2 separate regions of the Mus musculus genome follow, and region 2 is linked to region 1. Evidence: chromatin contacts called from public HiChIP or PLAC-seq data. All regions are on one chromosome and are shown on one strand. Each heading gives the region's core, a stretch centred on a gene start, on an enhancer-like site or on the middle of the called end of the contact. The rest is flanking DNA. Distances are from core to core; before and after follow the strand shown.

Region 1 (5,545 bases), core at 2,043-4,542:
CGAGGAAGAGCTGACCGTTGCCTACGGCTATGACCACAGCCCCCCGGGGAAGAGTGGGCCTGAAGCCCCCGAGTGGTATCAAGTGGAGCTGAAGGCCTTCCAGGCCACCCAGCAGAAGTGAAAGGCTTGGCACTGGGTCCCAGAGACCTGGAGTAGAAACTTGGATCTATGCACTACATTTATCTGACAACGGGACAACCAGGGACTATTCATGCCATGACATCACATCCTCTCACCCTGCGTTAGCAACGACTCTCTCTCTCTCTCTCTCTCTCTCTCTCTCTCTCTCTCCCCCCCCCCTCTCTCTCTCTCTCGCATACTAACTAGGTTTGACTGTATTACTCGTACCAGATTTAAAATTAGCTAGCCTTGCCACAACGCCCTACTGAGAGGTACTGTCGAACTGTAGACAGCATGATGTTCTTTGATGGTGAAAGTCTAAATCTGGACCGTGTTCAGAGATACCAAATGATGAGGCTGAAAAGGGGAAACGGGGTTCTTCAGTCTCTTCTTCTTCTTTTTATTTTTTTTTCCATGATGTTTTCTCTATGGCCAGTGCAAATGGTGTTGTCACCCTTGCATGTTGCCAACCGCAGGGCAGGAAGCAATTACATCTTTATATACACGTAGGGTCATTTGCCTTTTAACCTTTGATCTGTATCTCTTGCAGTAGAATGGCTTTGTTTTTGTTGTTCCTCTCCTAGTGACCCGAAGCCCAGTGTTTTGAGTAATTTCTTTAGCTTCACTATACTAGCTATACTTTACAAGAGAAAGCTTCCACTTGGATTTTGCATTTGTAGCAGCGTACAGGTCTCTCTGGTCCTTTCTCTGCCATTTCACTCTTACGTCCTGATATAAAGTCCTGGCTCCTAGGGCCAGACTGTTATTTATAGACTTACTATTCTCGCATGTAAACAAGGATATCTTTGCTTTCAGATGTGAGAAGAAATGGATTTACCTTGTTTGCATCAAGTTATGGAAGGGTTTTAAGATACACTTTCAGGAAGAAGAGAGGGAAGTTATATCTAAGCAGTTGTTATGGCAACTTTGCAGTATCTCCAGTAGTGTTGCTAATTTTTTCTTCTTCTTGGGTACACATTAATTGTACATAACCTAGTACAGTCTGGCTTGTGACACACACAGCTCATTGAATTCAAACACAATAGCCAGTGTGCATTCTAAGGCAGAATGCAAAATTCTCTTTGAAATCAGTGTCACGAAGGCAGACATGCTGATATCGATAGGTACAAATCAGATCTCTAGCTAAGGCTTCTCGTCACAGCGGATTTCAAAGCATTTAGCTGCTTCCAAGAGTTCACACCTGCGCGGTTAATCCCGCTAGCGTCTCAGCCTCCTCAAGCCATATGTAATCACAATTGCAGAAGTACAGAGAAAACCCCATTATTTTACTTTAGCACATTAGATCTGTAATGTAACTGGGTCGCTCTGAATGAATGCCGAGTTTGGGGAACACTCCCCTCCCCCAAGGTGTCCATCACCGAGAAGGCCTGGGAACAACAGTTGCTGAAGCCGGTAGCTGTCCACAGTGCTACCTGTGGCCTGTGTCGGTTTAGGCTTAAAAGCTAAAGCTTTCCAAGCTGCAATAAAGGGCTCTGGGAAAGGGGAGAGATGCTTGGGAGTAGGTGGAAATGGAGAGAGGAGACAGGTAGAGAGCGGTTTGATATTCTGTGGTCAGTTGCATCTTGGTCTTCACAACTTTCAGGAGTGCTTTATCTGGGGCTGCGACACAGCTTTTCCATCAAGAGCCCCAGGTGGAGAACTCAGCCCTCAGTTGTGATAGCCACCCCTGGGCTCTTTCACAAGCTTCCTGACATACCTACCGTCAGGCTCTGCACCCAGGTGACGATGCTGCCCGGGAGTGCTAGTCACATCCCTGTTTGAAAGCTTAAGGAGCGAGTTCCCTCGGGAGAAACGTCCTCTGGACTTTCGAGGAGCCTCCTGCAAAGAGGACTGAATAGTTTTCAGACTGCAAGTCAGCAGGATAGGATGGCTTCTATTCTGTAGAAAGACACCATTCAGTAAACTCTGACAGGAGGCTGAGTCTGTGGGTTCAGATTCTGAGAGGAGCTTTTCTGTAAATGTGCCCAAAGAGAGTTGGCTGCTTTGGGGAGAACAATGGCTGAACTTCAGTGACCAGATGAGAAGGAGGACGGAGGACGAGAGAACAGGTTCCACCTCCAATCGCCCAGGCTCACAGGATTTCACACCTGGGGATGGAACCTTAGCCTCAGTTGCTGTAGGGGCTCAACCTCTATCCTAAAGGGCTACTCTAGCAATCTCATCCAAATGGGACTCAAAAACAATTTGGGGGGGCTTAAGGGCCAGCAAAAAACGTTTAGCAGGTAAAGGTGCTGTTGGCAAGCCGATGGCCTGAGTTAAGCCTTAGGACATATATAGTAGGAGAGAAACAACTCCTGAAGGCTAGCCTCTGACCACACCCAGCATGGCACGCACCCGCCCCTCCACACACACACACACACACACACATGTGGCTGGGAAACCGATCTACTTTTCCCATCCCACAGTGGAGGAAGACACACTGGACTTCAAACCCAGCAGCAATGTGTCGGTGACCCTTAGACACAGGAAGCAGACCCTCAGAGCCGAGCCTCCCTGTCTCCCCTCGCCCTGGGTTCCTGGTGCCTTTCAGCTCCTTTTCTTCTGCTGTGTGAGAAGCCTGGGTGTGTGTGTGCAGAATGGCAGCCCAGCCGATTGCTCCACCTCTTTCCTTATGTCTTAAGTTCCTCTTCTCTCTTGCTGGACTCTGTGCCTTTCCCTGACTGTGACCCATTCCAGTCACTGCCCCTGCCTCCGCCTTCTCTATCCCTCTCCCTCCCTCTTCCTTTCCCTCCCTCTTCCTTTTACTCCCTCTTCCTCCCTCTTCTTCTCCCTCTCCCTCCCCTCCCCCTTCCCTTGCTTTCCCTTCCCCCTCCCTCCCCTTCCCCCTCCCCTTCTCTCTTCCTCTCTCCAAGTTACCAAGCATAGGTAACTTGCTTAGTCATAGGTTGCAACTGTTAAAGAGGCCAGAACCTCACTGTGGAGAAGAGAAGCAGACAGCATAGGCGCTGCATAGAGAATTAGCTGCTGAGGGAGGTTGGGGTTTGCTCCTTGCTTGAACCAAAACAGAAAAGCCTCCGAATGTGCCTTCTACTGTAGAAGGACATAGGAAGCGGGCAAGTCTGGTCTTCTCTCAGGATCATAATCACAAACAGCCATGATTGAGATTCTGTGTGGTAGAGAAGAAAAAGAACTGTGCGCTGTCTTCCTGACAGCTGGCGCTTGTGGGCTTACCTGCCTGACGTCAGCACGGGTCTCGAGAGGCCTCATTCAGAGCTGTCTCAGTCCAACCCTGCATGACTTGACCCATCTTTAGCATCTTTCCTATGCTGAACTATTATTGCCTTGTGTTAGAGTTAGGAGTTAGGACTAGGAACTAATCCATGGAGCACGTCCCCCCTAACTGGGGCATACGCTGGAACTAACAGAAGCAAAAGAAAGAACTGAAATTAGGACACAAAAGAATGATAAGGTTACAGAGTAACAGGCGGAAGACTTGAGTTTCTTAGTACAGATTCTTATTTTAATCCTCTCAATCCCTGACCTCTCCAGCAACTAAAAAGGAAACCTTTTTTTTTTTTTTGTCAAGGCCTCTTTGAACCTGACTGGGACTAGAGTTCAGCCTCATTCCCCTTTGGGGTTCATCAGTCTTGAAAAACTGTTTCCTTATCACCAACCCTCACACACACACACACACCCACACACCAACAAGGCCATGTAATCATTTACAACATTTAATTGTGACAATTAAAGTTGCGTTGAGCAGCAAATACAGCTCAAAGTCCAACATCTGCCTAGCAGCTAGAGGCCCTGGCTTACGTCCCTAGTACTGGGAGTGGAAGGGTCAATTGTGAACACTGAAATAAAAGGTTGTCTTCGTGAGACAGTATGTGACACTTTTATTAATTTTACTTAATTGGTTTAAGAAAAAAAATCTAAATTTCTCACTGCAAAAATGCACTTCTACATTTTCCAAGAAGGTCAAGAGTTCTAGGCTTTGGTTATTCTCAAACAGCCACCTCAAATTCTGTCTTCAAAGTAGAGATTTAGAATCCAGACATCTTTTATTTTAGACAAACAAGCAAAACTATGTTGCAAGATGGAGAGTCGCAATGTTTCTTTGCTGCAGATCAAAGGTTCACAAATATCTTCAATTTCCAGGTACAGGGAGGTACCTTGATAGATTCCCGCCCTGAGGCTTGCATTGCTGCAGCGGGGCAGCGGGGCTTGGATTGCTTTCCCTTCTAAAATTTTAAGCTTTGGTGTCAGTGTTTTTTGGGTTTTAGTTTTGGAGGGTTGTTTTTGGTTTTGGTTTGGTTTTGCCGGGGTTGGGGAGGGGAGGGGAGGGGTGGTGATTTTTGTTTTCAAAAAGACTCAATTTTGTAAGTTTTATTTTGCCAAACATGTGCATACATATTCAAAGCAATGAAACTATTTCAAGCCATAAAGCCGCAGGGGTGGAGCCCTTTCCACAAATTTTAATGTGTTTGTATGTAAATAGCTGTTTGTATGAAATATTTTCATGGTAGAATGAATATATTTAAATGAAGTTGAATTATTCCAGTGCTATTTAAACACAGGACAAAAATTTTTGGTGAGAATTATCTGAGTCTATTGAGATATAATGCAGATCAATTTTCATTTTTAGAAATCAAAAAGCCTACAAACCGCTCTGACTGATGACCACCTCCTGGTGGGGTGGCGTCCGATGTGAGGTAGGCTTCCCCAGTGCCTCAGCCGCTTTCTGGTGGTAAGTTCGGTGCTAAAGGAGACGTGTTTACCTTTTAGTGATTCCCGCAGGCCTCTGAGGGGCCTGAGAGCGAATCGAGGCGTTAGAGACACCGGTGCAGTTATACGAGCACAATTATTTTTGCAGGGCAGCAGAATCAGAAGCCAGACTTGTAAACCTCGGAGCTGGGTTTCCCGGCTACCTTCACTCGCCACCCCTAACTGCCTAGTCACGATGTCAGGGAAGCTACCCTCAGTGGAGTTGGGGTCTGGACCCCGGGGTGGGACTTCACAGAGTTACCAATGCTTTTTGCCTTCTGACCTCCCTCTCCTCGAGGGAGGAGGCGAGCAGCCGCTGGCAGGGGCCATCCTCAGCACAGTCCTTATCCAGTCTCAGCTCTGGAAGACTATGCATCTAAGCACCCGACTTCAGCCAGAGAGGGAGACTTCCGTGGATAATGGAAACCCTTGATTCCTGTCTGTGATTTTACACGCAGTTGTTAAATGTCATTTTAATATGAAGACCATTCATGTACCTAATACCTTCCAACTCTTGAGTTACTGGAAAGAAAAACAAAACAAACAAACAAAAAATCCTTTACAAAATGATATTTCACTTGAGTGCGTTCCCCAACCCACCTTTGGCCCTGGGTTATAACAAAACAATAATCTGACAAATTTCACTGTGTACGCTAGCAATATGAACACTGAGCCAGTGCCCCCTTACCTATCTACTTGG
Region 2 (5,545 bases), core at 1,546-4,045, 350 kb before region 1:
ACCAGAGAGAGGCCTGTCGGAGACAAAGTGCATTGACTCCTTGATCCTTGGTCACTATTAGGAGGCAGAGACATGCAGTGGAGGTGCCTACTATAAACTCCACTGCTGCTTAGCCTCTGTTTCCCTGTCGTCTCCACACTGAAGGTCCTTGAGGTTGGACGCCTGCTCCTACTCAGGATGACCTTCCTACCTGACAGAACTCACACCCAGCAGGGCTCAGTCGGTTGGACGAGTTTGTGCAAGATGATCCTTTGTGTGAGTTATTAAGTGCCCTGACCTGACTAAGACTCAGAGAGGACAGGGATAGGCAGGAATCAAATGATGAGTCTTGTTTGCCAAGGCTGTTGTGACAAAGTATCATATATTAGGCTGGGTAAGCTCCAGAAATTTACCCTGTCCCAGGTCTAAGAGGCTGGATGCCCAATAGCAAGCTAGCAAGGTTGGTTCCTGCCAAGCCCTTGCCTTGGCCTGAGAATCTCCTAGAACTCAGTGTTGAAACTGCATCCCCAGGTGGTGCGGTTTTAACAGTGGGGGCTCCGACTGGAGTTGATTAAGTCACTGAGCCCTCAGGAGTGGGACTGGCTTAGACTGAAAGGCTGAAGGGGTCTAATTTAGGCCCTTTCTCATTTGCACTTCGGACATACCAGGATACCCAGGTGATGTCATTCCATAGGAACAGGGCCTTGACAACATTCTATAGAGAACAGGGCTCACCAGACCATGACTCTTCAGCGCCTTGATCATGGACTTCCCAGGATCCATGACAAATAAAATGTTCTTTATAAAGTATCCAGTTTCTGACATTTTGTTGCAGTAGCGCAACCAAGTGGACTAGTGGACTAAGGCAGCCATCTGTTCTCACAGGTTTCCCTCTGGGACCTGGAGCCTAATTCCTGCTTCTTATAAGAAGTCAGACCCACCCTAAGGACTTTATCATAAAGACTGAGTTTCTGGTAGCTGGACTTTGACATATGGATCCATACATGGTATAGATACAGGTGTCCTGTAACATTGGCCATGAGCACTAGGCTCAGTTTGTTGTTATCCTTGTATTCCCTTGTATGGATGTAGACGACCCCCTGTGGCTTTTCTCTAGCAGGCCCTTTGACATGTGGATTCTTTCTTAAGAGGTGTACATGTTCCTCAGAACGAGATCATTTTGAGACTGAATATGGGTTTCAGCGGCTGGTGTGGACTCTCTGTCATATTAGGACGTCTACACCCCAAAGTCCTATAGAGTTGAAATAATGAAGTCACTTCGAGGTTCACTGAGTGCATTATGATGCTCACCAGATACTCCCCTGTCAGCTGCCAATCCCTGGATAAGGCAGGAAATGGAGAGCTGACACACTCAGTTCCTACCCCAGGGCATGGAAGGACTGGATTCAGAGGGTTTTTTTTTGGTTTTTTTTTTTTTTTTTGATATCTTCCCTGCTCACCTTCTGGTCACTTAGTATTGTCCTGGGGCTTTGGATTGGCCATAGAGGACTCAGGCTTTCACATCTTCAAGGCTGATAAAGGGTCCGTGCAAGCTCAGCCTTGGCCACTCCCCTTGCATAAATGAAATGCTGCCCACATAAGTCAGGGAGGTTGTAGAAAAGAGACTGTGTGCCTAAATGACTCTGACTGTTGCTATAACAACAGTGCCTCGGTCTAATTTCTTTTGAAAAATGAATTTCAGCTGGGATGAAGCCCGAGCATCGTCTCCCACACAGGACAGCTAAGCTGGCAGGCTCCAGACTGCTGCTGCTTCTAGGTTTGAATGGTGGGGTGGCGTGCCCCGCTGTCCAGCTGGTCACTTCAGCCTCCATGTTTGCCCATCTATCAGCATGTGCCTTTTATGGCATGTGCATAGAGGAATCTTACCTTCCCCATGGGGATTCACACAGGAGAGAAAAGTCCTCCTGTCCTGCCTTGTGTCCTGCTGTGGAAAAAGTCTAAAGACTTACTGGTTATAGGGCTTGCCGAGTAAGCCTGAGAACCCACGTGTGGCCCCCAACATTCATGTGAGCATCTGGGCGCTTGGCTATGTTCTTTAGTAATCCAAGGTCCAGCAGGAGGAGACAGGAAGACACCGTCCCCCAAACTTCCCAGGCCAGTCTGTATAGTAGAATATTCTGTGGAAGTCTTATATAAGGTAGAGAGGGTTAGAGAATAACAACCAGCGTCAGCCTCTGACCTCTGCATGCATAGGCACAGGACAGAACACAGATGCACATACATGCACACATGGAAAGACATAACCATAAAGAAGTCCCCTTGTTGGTAAAGAAAGCCCAGGCCCTCAGCCTTCATATCTGGAGAAAAAAAAATGCTCAATGAAATGGAGACCTAGGAGTCAGGTGCTGTCTAGAAATAGACGGTGTTTGTTTGCTTGCTGGCAGAGATGTGTGGGCGAGGGGAGACTATGAGAATCTATGTGCCCTCATTGGGAGGTGGCTCTTGGCTGCCAGGGTTTGCTCCCTGTGTGACAGCTCAGGTGGAAATGGGGCTCCTGACCTCTTTGAGGGGATACCAGAGATTTTTTTATTCTATAGACCTATTTCAACACTTTTGCATTCCTAAAGGAGATGAGTTTATGCTGGGGTTTTATTTCAAAATCATCTCCTCACATCTGGAAGCTCTGGGCCTTTTGCATCTCCTAAGCTGGTGCAAGACTCCAGAGCTGCAGAGAGGAAGAGAGGCTCTCATGAGGGGCTAAAAACAAAAGTGAGAATTCCTTGTTGAGAAAGAGGACATTTTGAGTAAACAGTGGAATAAAAATATCCCTGGGCCCTGGAAGGGGAAGCTCTCTGAAGTGTCTCTCCTCCCACCTCGTCCTTCCCAGAAAACAAACAGAGAACCCAGGGCTTGGCCACGGCTTGCTATACATTGGCCGTCCTCGCTGGTAGGAATCTCCAGCTGGGAATGACACAGATCATAGCAAATCTTTTCATCTGTTCACTTCCTTCCGAGTGATTCTTTCTCCTTCCTCACCTCCCTCCTTTGTTTCTTTACAGCTATAAATAAAATCCCATTAGAAAAATCAGAAAATAACACAGGGTCATGTCTACAGATGCGTTTGAAGAGAAAATGTATACATGACTCCTAGTAAGAACTACTGGGAGAAGACCCCTGAGGATACTGTTTCTTGCGGTTTAAAAAGGAAACACAATGTGTGTGTGTGTGTGTGTGTGTGTGTGTGTGCAGGAAAGATGAGCCCTTCGGGGTTCTGACTGCGATTTTGACAGCACCTGCTCATCCCTGTGGAGCTTTGCCTAGGAAAGAAAGCTATTGCATGCATGGAAGTCGCTGGATGCATGTAGTCTCTGCCTCCTCCTCCTCCTCCTCCTCCTCCTCCTCCTCCTCCTGCTGCTGCTGCTGCTGCTGCTGCCACCAGGGTCACAGCCATCAGCTCCTCACACACGTGACAGACTTGGGGCACAGCATCTTTCCTGTAGAAAAGCTCTGGGCATTTCTGCGAAACGGCAGATCTGACTCAGGCATGGATGGGTCCACCTTGGACCCTTATGACAGGTTCTAAAACTCAGAATTTATCAGCAAGCTTTGTTGAAGTTTGGTGAGGCAGTCAGGAGAAGAGGCTTTGAGAGGAATCCGAGTTACCTGTCCTTACTGAAGCAATCCTCGGCCATCACAGATTATTATGAGGTTGTTGTTGTTGTTATTATTATTATTATTATTATTATTATTATTATTATTATTGGTCAGGTTGGCAAATGAGAAACACTAGCAAATATGGTGATATACCCTGTAATCCAATTACTTGGGAGCCTGAGGTCAGAGGATCAACGGCTCTACGGCAGGGTACATAGCTAGTTGGGAGCCAGCCTGGGCTACATGAGATCCAACCTCAAAAACGTAAAAAATAAAAAAAGGACCAGATGTAGGGTTACACACCTTTAATTTCATGCGTCAGGACTCGGAGGCAGGTGGCTCTGTGAGTTTGAGGCCAGGCTGGTCTACATGTTGAGTTCTAGGCCAGCCAAGGCTCCATTGTAAGACCCTGTCTTACTAAAAATAAGTGTAAAAAATTAGGGTACAATATCCTCAGCATGAAGCCCAGCAATTTTCAACCAACGGGAATACTGTATAACAGCAATATCTTAAGTCACTTACTAAATGACAAATTGAGTTATCTGATAAAAATGTATCCTTGTGCATCCTGCTTAAAGTTATGTGAAGAGGTTTAAGAATCATGCAGCCCGCCCTGGTGACCATCAGGATCATCGTCTTGGTCTTAATGAGTGGTTCATTGTTTCATCAATGCTCATGAAAACTCCTTAAATTTCACATAAAAAGAGGACCCAGGGCTCCTGGGACCTGCGGTGAAATGTAATTTATTCATTCAATTGTGAAAAAGCCAAGAGCCTGTGTGGACTTTATGTACTTGGGAACTTGGAGATTTGGGAATCTTGGGACATAGCATTTCTGAATGTCAAGGGCCTTGTCTGCCATGCCCCTAATGTATTGGGATCCATTCTCGTGGAGTTGTGGTGCGTTCAGTTGGTACTTACTACAAGTTTAATCATAACTAAAAGATAAAATCAGACCCTGAAATTCAGTCATTCATAATTTTTTTTTAGAAAAGTCAAAGATAAATATATTAAGGACCCCACAGCTGGATCTTGGTGTCTGTGTTCCAAAATTGGGTAAGAGGACACAACACCCTCAATGTGGATCGTGCTGCCCCTGGACTGAGGTTCCATCCCCAAGGCTTCCCGTGGGGTTCCTTGATGCTCCTGAATAGTAGAAGTGAGAGAGGTTCCATTTTTTTCCTGAAGCACTTCACAATGAAGGCTTCTCAATTTTCTGAGCAGGTGTCTCTTCCAGAAACCCAGAATTTCCAACCAAACAGATCCAGAGAACCAGCCAGACTCTGGATTCCCCCCATGCAGGGTTTTACTCTGGTTTATGTGCACAGCATATCATGATATTGTGAGAAGTATTGTATGCTTCCCTGTGTTAATGGTTTTTTTTTCTCTAAATGCTGAGAACGTGTGTGATTGGCCAGGGCCTCCCAGGTTGCGGTACAATTTTCCTTTTCCTTTCTGTGTTGTTCTGCCTCTTGGGGAGATCTCTTTCAAACAAATGCACTCAACCTTTGTCAGCTCATCTGTGAATGTGTATGTTTTCCGGGATGGCCCACGTTCTTGGAAATGGGTTGACCCTAAAGCCACTGGCACAGAGCCTGCACAGATACACAATGTCCTTCCACCATCTGTTGGTAGTGTGGTGTGGGGAAGGGTGACAGATATTACTATACTCAGAGGAGCCAAAACTGTTTATATATGTTATTTATATATTAATTATTAATATATTAATATACCCTTTGTGGAAACGATTATAGAAATTTGTCAATCTTGCATTCAATTCATGATCCCCTGAGATCAGGAAAACCCCATTCTAGACTACAGTTCCCTGGTTCTAGTTATGAGATGCCCCAGAGCAAGTAGGAAATATCCTGTGTGATTTGAATATGCATCTTTAAAAATCTAATCACAGACTTCAAAATATCAGAATCCAGCAATAATTGCAGTCTGGATCC

The links. HiChIP or PLAC-seq counts read pairs in DNA pulled down with a chosen protein or histone mark.
Region 2: an H3K27ac HiChIP or PLAC-seq map of microglia shows a contact between it and region 1, with 7 times the contacts expected there. The contact joins two enhancer-like sites. A contact is called at or near these places in 1 of 484 Hi-C or Micro-C datasets (the G1E-ER4 cell line) and 1 of 115 datasets of contacts at active chromatin or transcription factors (microglia).

Annotation. Positions count from the first base shown.
Region 1 is chr3:51,515,883-51,521,427 of GRCm38.p6, reverse strand. It overlaps Setd7 (SET domain containing (lysine methyltransferase) 7), which reads left to right. Exons shown (of 8, transcript NM_080793.5): 8 at 1-5,545. The coding sequence ends at 121. Among named protein-coding and RNA genes, the nearest start is that of Gm36008, 7.7 kb to the right of the region's middle. Within about 2 kb of position 3,292, at least 97 of the 459 cell types and tissues checked have an H3K27ac peak or open chromatin away from gene starts, as enhancers often do. A contact at or near this core is called in microglia, where this site is marked.
Region 2 is chr3:51,866,276-51,871,820 of GRCm38.p6, reverse strand. All of the region lies in intron 1 of Maml3 (mastermind like transcriptional coactivator 3), which reads left to right. Among named protein-coding and RNA genes, the nearest start is that of Gm46803, 160 kb to the right of the region's middle. Within about 2 kb of position 2,795, at least 42 of the 459 cell types and tissues checked have an H3K27ac peak or open chromatin away from gene starts, as enhancers often do. A contact at or near this core is called in microglia, where this site is marked.